Linked DNA regions of Gossypium hirsutum: region 1 is linked to region 2. The links are chromatin contacts, called in public Hi-C maps. All regions are on one chromosome and are shown on one strand. Each heading gives the region's core, a stretch centred on a gene start, on an enhancer-like site or on the middle of the called end of the contact. The rest is flanking DNA. Distances are from core to core; before and after follow the strand shown. Region 1 holds the start of LOC107920523 (acyl-CoA-binding domain-containing protein 6). Region 2 holds the start of LOC107896739 (serine/threonine-protein kinase PBL27).

Region 1 (3,681 bases), core at 333-2,832, 290 kb before region 2:
TTTGAAGGCTTTAGCAACTTATACACGCTATGTTCCTTGGACTCTTCATTTTCTTTAAGTACTCATATTGGAGGCATGGGGAGATGAACTCCAAATATATGAAAAAACATAGAAAAATCTAACCATACGATAATGTATGCATAGCCATATCCAACACACCGAGACCGAGTAATATATTATACACATGCCGACTGTTACAAAACAGAAATTCAAACATGTCAAAAGCCTCACATTTGAATTGTTGCTTTGTTTGGGCGGTCTCGTAGGACTTTTAATTCCATTGGCGGACTCTGAAAGCTGTACTTTCTTCACTCTAAATCAACACAAAAATATACTAAAAATAAGTGAACAATGTTCAGCAACAAGAGGTCTTCTTCATGAAAACAAAAGATGTGGGATTTGGGGAAATATTTAATCAAGTTTGCATCCTTTATCCACCAAGTTTCTTTATTGACATAAAGGTAAAAAGAACATAAATTTTAATAAAAAATAGAAAATGATATATATGGGAAGAAGAAACTGACCTGCCAAGCTTCATGCGTCTACGAGAAAAGCTAAACATTTTCACCAAAGCAAAGCAAAACTCTTTCAATCAAAAACCAGGAAATAAAGCCCTAAAATTTCCACAAAAAATGAAGCTACATTATCATCAAGGAAACAGCGTAAAACAACAAAAAAGCCTAACACTTCCTTTATCAAAGTTCTGTTTTTTTATTTTTTTTTCAAATAAAAACAAAGTACAATCGGGTCATATGTTAAACCAGAGACAAAAAGGTTTGACCTTTAAACTTGGACTTGAGCTGTTTGAGAATAAAAAAAAGGAAAATGAAATAAAATTAATTGGCCATTGAGGAAATGAAGGTAGATGAGGAAGAAAGTAGTTGAAGCATTAGCTTGGGAGTGTGAAAGAACACTAAGAAGGTGCACATTGAAGAAGTGAACTGTACTTCTGCAAATAGTGATGATAGAGAGAGAAAGACAAAGTACCGGGTCGTCTTGTCCTGTTGTGTTTTGTTTGATTTATGAGATCCTTTGCCAAGATTTGCTTTGGAAGGTCCCTCTAACAACCTACAGATAATAGTGGTAGCTAGCTACTTAGCTTAATACAAAGAAAACTAAAACTATGTAATAAAAACTTAAATTACAATTAAAATGGAAACAAAAGAACTTACTTTCATTCCAACCACCCATTTTCTTTTCCAGTTTTTACTATTTCCATGCGGGTGACTAAGGAAGAGTGAGAAATAACATGGGAAATTTGAATAAGTTTCTGTGTCAAAAAAGATGGCAAAAATAACGAGACCATGTTAAAAAAATACGTGTAGTTTTGTTGTTTAGTGTAAAGCTTTGATGGTCGAGCCTCGAGGCATTTAATGGCGAGCGGCAGTGGGCTCCATTACAAAGGATCCATCTCTCTCGGGAATTGCGTGCCGCTGCCATCACTGCCTCTGCCTGCTATAACTTTTCATCACACTGTACCATCTTCTCTCTATACTTTACAACAATACATTATCAATCCTGGCCCATTTACTCCAAAAATTTTGCAACCCAAATCCATTTATCTTTTTCGAAATGCCCATTTATATGCATGGTAGCAACTCCCAAGTATTATTTTCACAAATTTTCGCTACAAATATTAATGCTCTTTATTTTATATTTGTGAACTTAAAATTTTTTCAAGTCTACTTATATAATAAATTGTTAATCCAAATTTATTCATTATTTTTAACTTTAAAAAATATATTTATATTGTTTTTAATTTAGTATTTAGTATTTTTTATTTTTTTATTTATAAAATTTTATATATAGATATCATAACATTTTTTAAATGTTTATATTAAAGTAGTATATATTACAAAGTTAGAAAAATGAGTTGGGCTAGACTCGAGCCTTGATTATTTTAATCCAAGTCTAATCTATATTTAAATTAATCTAATTTTTTTCAAGTCAATTTTTTAAATTTAATATATTTTTTAAAATTCTCTCAATTTTCAAAGGATTCTTTACCGTTTGTTAGAAAAAAAAAAGATTAATGTAAATGTAAATCGCAACTTTTATTACTCAAAAACATAATTAGTACATTACCAAAAAGATAACATACCCACTCACTAAGAGAACTCGTTAATTAGTAGTGCTCACTGTTAATTAGACCTGAAATCTACACTCTCATGGATCTAATTTATGTGATTATATATAATAATATATAATAATCACAATTTTATTAGTGCCTTGGCATGCAAGTTAGTGGATTAATTTTTGAATTAAACCCAAAGTGCCCCTACTCTTCTAAGCATTGGAATTAAGGCTCGATTAAGATGAAGACTCATGACCTCATTAGCTCCACCAACGAATTCTCCACCAATGAAGACGGCTGGAACAGAAGGGTTGCAACCGAGCCTCGAAAGAGTTTGTTCGATTTCACGTCCTCTAGAAATCTCATCGAGTTCGTGAACCGCAGGGTTGACACCAAAGTCGTAGAAAAGGGTTTTGATGGTGTGGGACATGCAACACGAACTCTTGCTGAAGATCACCACTGGCTTCTCGGATGCCAACTTTGTCACTCTCTCCATTTGATATACTATGCGGAAAACAATGCCAAAAGTTAGGACGGGTTTTGCAAGTGAGAGGCTAAATGTATAGCTGTTGTTGAGATTGTGAAGTGCTTTGAATGCTCAACACCCACTGGTTTATATAGGGTTTTTGAGGAATCTGGTGGTGTTTAGTCGGCAAGAAAGCAAGTTTCCCTTTTTTGTTGGAAATGAAAATGAAAAAATAAAAGGAAAGCATCAGAAAATTGTTCGATTAGATCATAAAATAAAGCGATCAAATGCTGAACAAAAAAGAAGGATAGAGCAGCATCACGAATCTTTCTTTGCATACGGAATTGGTGTCCTTTGTACGGTGAAACGTTATAATTTTTACCAACTTTCATCGTTTTATTCATATTTTTCTTGGTAAAAAATTACTATGGAAATATTTATATAATAGAAGTCAGATTGCATTTTATCTATTCTACTAAAAAATGAGTAAATTAGTCCTTATACAGTTAGATTAAATAGAGAAGAAGTCCTTTTGCTAAAAAAAAATTCATCTATTTTTACAATTAACACTGGTCCCTGTACACGTACATCAACATGATATATATGTGGCACGCTATATGTCACACTCTGGTTATTTTGTTAAACACATTAATTTTTAATAGTAAAAATAGATGAACTTTTTAATAGAAAAAATTAATTTACTATTTAATCTAATGTACATGAACTAATTTACACCTTTTTTAATAGAGAGACAAAATATAATCTTACTCTCAGTACAATGGCCTCTATAATACTTTTACCTTTTTTTTTCAATTTTAGATTTAATTTTCATTTATCTTCAAAACCTTAACCTTTTCTCTCTATATCAAAAACTAAATTATTCTCTTAGTAACAATACATTAACATTTTAGATTAATATTATATATATATCCAATTTATCATATTTTGATTGTGACCAATCTTTTAATATTTGATAACGGATGAAATCATAATCCGAATAACTTTTTAATTCGACAAGAACTTTATAAATTTATTGGAAATATTTATGGGAAAGTTTGAGTTAGATCACTAAAGTTGAATACTGAGGGTTCATTTATAGGGAATTCGAGTAAAGTTAGTGTTGGTGTTGTTATCCGTGATT
Region 2 (3,912 bases), core at 1,167-3,666:
ATAGTTTATTGTAAACTTATCATGTAAGCTTTTATCGATTGTCATGGTTGTCATATGCCACGATAAGAGTATGCAACGTGATAAAAGTTAATATATCCTCATTAAAATTACTAAAAACGAATAAAAATATATATAATATATATAATAGCAAAAAAGTTCTAAAAAATTGCTTAAAATATATATATGATTTAAAATAACATAAAATTATGTAAAATTACAAAAAAAATAGAAAATTATAAAAACTATTTGAAAACTATAAAATATTATAAATATATAAAATAAATTTAAAAATATGAAACAAATTTAAAAAACCCAAAACTTTTCCACATGAATGTTGTATCTAATACAAAATGTAATGTCATATATAGAATATTATCAATTGAAGGCTTATGTCTACTTATGTACAGCGCGGAGTTAGGAAATTCTTTTTGAGAGGATTGAAATTAAATTATATATTTTTATAATAATAAAAATATAATTTTATTATTTTAATAGTTTATATTTTTATATTTTTTAAATAATCAAATTAAATTTTTATTATTTTTAATAAATTAAATTATTTTATCATTATTAATTTAAAATTTTATAAATTATAAAAATATTAGATAAAGATTTCTCCATGGAGGGAGTCGAGCCGAGCCCGTGTAAGCACCCTAACTCAGCCACTGCTTATGTAAGTCTCATGTCTATAAAAGTTAATAAGCGATAAAAAATTTGAAACTAGTTCATTTTCTCATCTCCGCTTATACTCTCAATATTATCAATATTGAAAATTTGACACCAAAATAAATAGCTCTCCAATTTATTTATCAACTTAGAGAATGTAAAGTAATCTAGTGTATAATTTGAGTAGGAAAAACATAAATATGTATTACAATAATGGTTACTTGTACCAAAAAAAAAAATGTTTTTCATTGGTCAATTTTGTTCATCAATTGGGTCTTAGTTTATTTACGAGATGGTTAAAAATTCAATCTTTTCATAAAGTAAATTGTATTATTATGAGTGTATTTTTTATCTTTTTATATTTTGGTTAAAATTTGTTATTAATCCTTATACTTCTATAGAATTTGAGATTTAGTCACTGAATTTTAAAAGTTAAAAATTCTATCATTTTATTTTTTTAATTTAAAAATTTTAGTCCGATCATTATTATTGTTGATAGCTTCTATAAGAATTTGTCAAACTAATATGTTTATTTTTCGTTGATCATATACCACGTCATATGAGGGCAACCTAATTAATATGCCGAGTTGAAAAAGTTTTGAAAAAAAATGCTAACAATGTTAATGATTGGACTAGGATTTTAAAATTATAAAAACATGAAGACTTAATTTTTAACTTTTTAAGTACATGTATGAAATCTCAAATGTTATCAAATACAGGGGCTAACAATATGTTTAAACATTATATTTTTATAAATCAATAAAAAAATTTTACATAGAATAAGATTTGAATCAAAGAAACATGGAATTTAAATCTTCAACTTTACTATTTTAACCAAAACATGAATTCTTAAAATTATATTATAAAAAATAAATGTGGAATTTGATTAAAATGATAAAATTGAAGTGATGTTGAAGCTGGTTATTTTCATAGATTTAAAATCTTGATATTTCTTAGAAAAATGAATTTTTAGTTGTTATATTTTAAACGTAATTTCTTAAAAATAAACTATGTTTTTTTTAGATAAATAGTTATTTTGGAAGGTTATTTATTAGTATGGATAAAAAGGAAAACAAAAGGTCGTAGTTTCAGATAATAATAATAATAATAAGAGAGTAAAAATTAAAGGAGAAATTAGGTAACTTACACATCGTCTTTGTTGAAAGAGAGAAATAATGGATATAGTTTTATTTAAATGAAATGACTAACCTAATGTGGTGTGGCTTTTATATCTGATTAATTAAGTTAGTACTACCAGCTAATTTGAATCTAACTTGATTATATACATTATTTATATAATAAAATATTTAAATAAAACAATTAAAACTAAAATATTTAGGAATTGAACCAAAGCTAAAAAAAAAATTTATTTATAAATTTTTCAACTCAATTCAACCAATAATATTATTAATATAAATATAAATTAAGATTTTATATTAAAAAAAAATTGTAAAAACCGGAATCCATTGAAAAAGTAAAATAAATAGGATGATGACATCACCACCTAAATCCAACGACTCAAAATTCAAAAAAAGTTAAAACACAAAAATCAAGGTAATCATACTTAGATTCGGGGTTTAGCCCATCCTTTTTCTTTCAATTTAAATAAAACAGGCGGACCCCCGATTTTTGATTTTTTAAACTGGTGTTGAGAATGTCCATCACAATTGTGGAAACCACATCCTCTACGGTGGGACCCTCCAACCGCTATGACTATTATTAAATTAAGTCTAATAATCATGATTATTTGAATGAGATAAGTTTTACTTTTACCCTTTTCAAACACTCACCAACGGTAAACCTCAAGTAAGTAAAAGTAATAATACGAGTCATGGCCGCTAATCTCTTAATTACTGCATAATTTATACTTCCCATTAAATTATTTTTTCTTTTCTTTCTCTTTACCTTCCTGATTTTCTTGCACACCATGATTCTTTTTCTTTCTTCCATTTGTTGATCTGCCACTTTGGTCTCGATCTTTGTCTTAAATGGGCACTTGAGATCATAAAGACAGGATTTGAAGTGGGAAAATAAGGATTTTTAAAGATTGTAACTTTAAGGGGAAATTTTTGGAGCTGGGTTTTTCTTTTTATTTGGTTAAGTGGAGTAAATTTTGAAGAATTATATTCAATTTTGGGTTTTTTTTTTTATTCTGGGTTTTGATTATGGGTGGGTGTTTTCCTTGTTTTGGATCATCGAACAAGGCAGGCAGTAATGGTGGGGGCAGTGTGAAAGAACTGAGCAAAAAGGATTCAACTAAAGACAGCTCAGTTGGACAGCCTCATCATGTTAACAGAGTTAATTCTGGTAAAATGTTTTTCTTTTTCTTACCCAAATTTCACTCTGTTTTATGCAGCAGCTGGAGAATGTTGAAATCTCTGTTTTTTATGAGTTTGTTTTCAAGTTTTCGATGACATTTAGCTGTTAGAATATGTTGGTGGTTTGATCTGATACATCAATGGTTGTTTTAGGGTGTTTGATCGATTTAGATGGTTTATCAATATATCTTTGAGTGTTTATATGAATTAATAGTTAGTTATTCTTTTGTTGGTAAAATAGTTTGAATTCTACTTAGATGAAGGGCTTCGTGACTGCCCAATATAGGTATGTTTCTTGCACAAGTATGGTTAGAATTTACAAATTTTTTTCATATATTTGGAGGTCATATATTCATATCCATGTGTTGCAAAAGGGTACTCAAAGAAGAATGAAGAATCCAGGCTACATAGTTCGTAAGTCTGGTTTTAGGTTTAGGAATGCAGATTTTCTCATTTTCTTTAAAATTCTTGTTCATCCACAATCATTAAGCTAACATAGACTAAATGCTAGTAAATTCATTTTAACTGTCTCCTATATTCCTTTTAGAATGTAAAATGCAGTTTCTAAGTCATGAATTCACAACTGTTTACATTCATCTCGGACTTGGTATTCTATTGAAGAAGTATATTACACAATTCTAATGTTATAAAAGGTTCAATCTTTATTTCAAGGTGACTTAGTTTTCTTGCGGTTGAAAGTTTAAACTTGCATTGAGCGCTTATGTTCACTTTATGCCACAATTACTGGAATGCAGCTTTTTAACTTTTCTTTTTCCCTTTTAATTGTAATAGTTCTATTGTTTACTGTCATCCTTTCATTTTCTCCGATGTATCTGATTCACTTCTTTGAACAGACAAATCAAAATCTCGGAGTGTTTCTGATCCTAAGAAGGAACCTGCAGTACCTAAAGATGGACCAACAGCAAAT

What was found. A called contact is a pair of places that touch in the nucleus more often than the background predicts.
Region 1: a Hi-C map of hypocotyl shows a contact between it and region 2, with 3 times the contacts expected there. The contact joins the promoter of LOC107920523 here to the promoter of LOC107896739 in region 2. A contact is called at or near these places in 9 of 34 Hi-C or Micro-C datasets (anther, fibers, hypocotyl and 1 more).

The regions. Positions count from the first base shown.
Region 1 is chrA10:94,165,078-94,168,758 of Gossypium_hirsutum_v2.1, reverse strand. It overlaps LOC107920523 (acyl-CoA-binding domain-containing protein 6), which reads right to left and starts at 1,582. Exons shown (of 17, transcript XM_016850270.2): 1 at 1,173-1,582; 2 at 988-1,068; 3 at 525-614; 4 at 232-313. The coding sequence starts at 562. LOC107919524 (monothiol glutaredoxin-S2) reads right to left here and starts at 2,685. Exons shown (of 1, transcript XM_016848972.2): 1 at 2,036-2,685. The coding sequence starts at 2,570. The coding sequence ends at 2,262.
Region 2 is chrA10:93,879,659-93,883,570 of Gossypium_hirsutum_v2.1, reverse strand. LOC107896739 (serine/threonine-protein kinase PBL27) reads left to right here and starts at 2,416. Exons shown (of 5, transcript XM_016822004.2): 1 at 2,416-2,973; 2 at 3,839-3,912. The coding sequence starts at 2,832.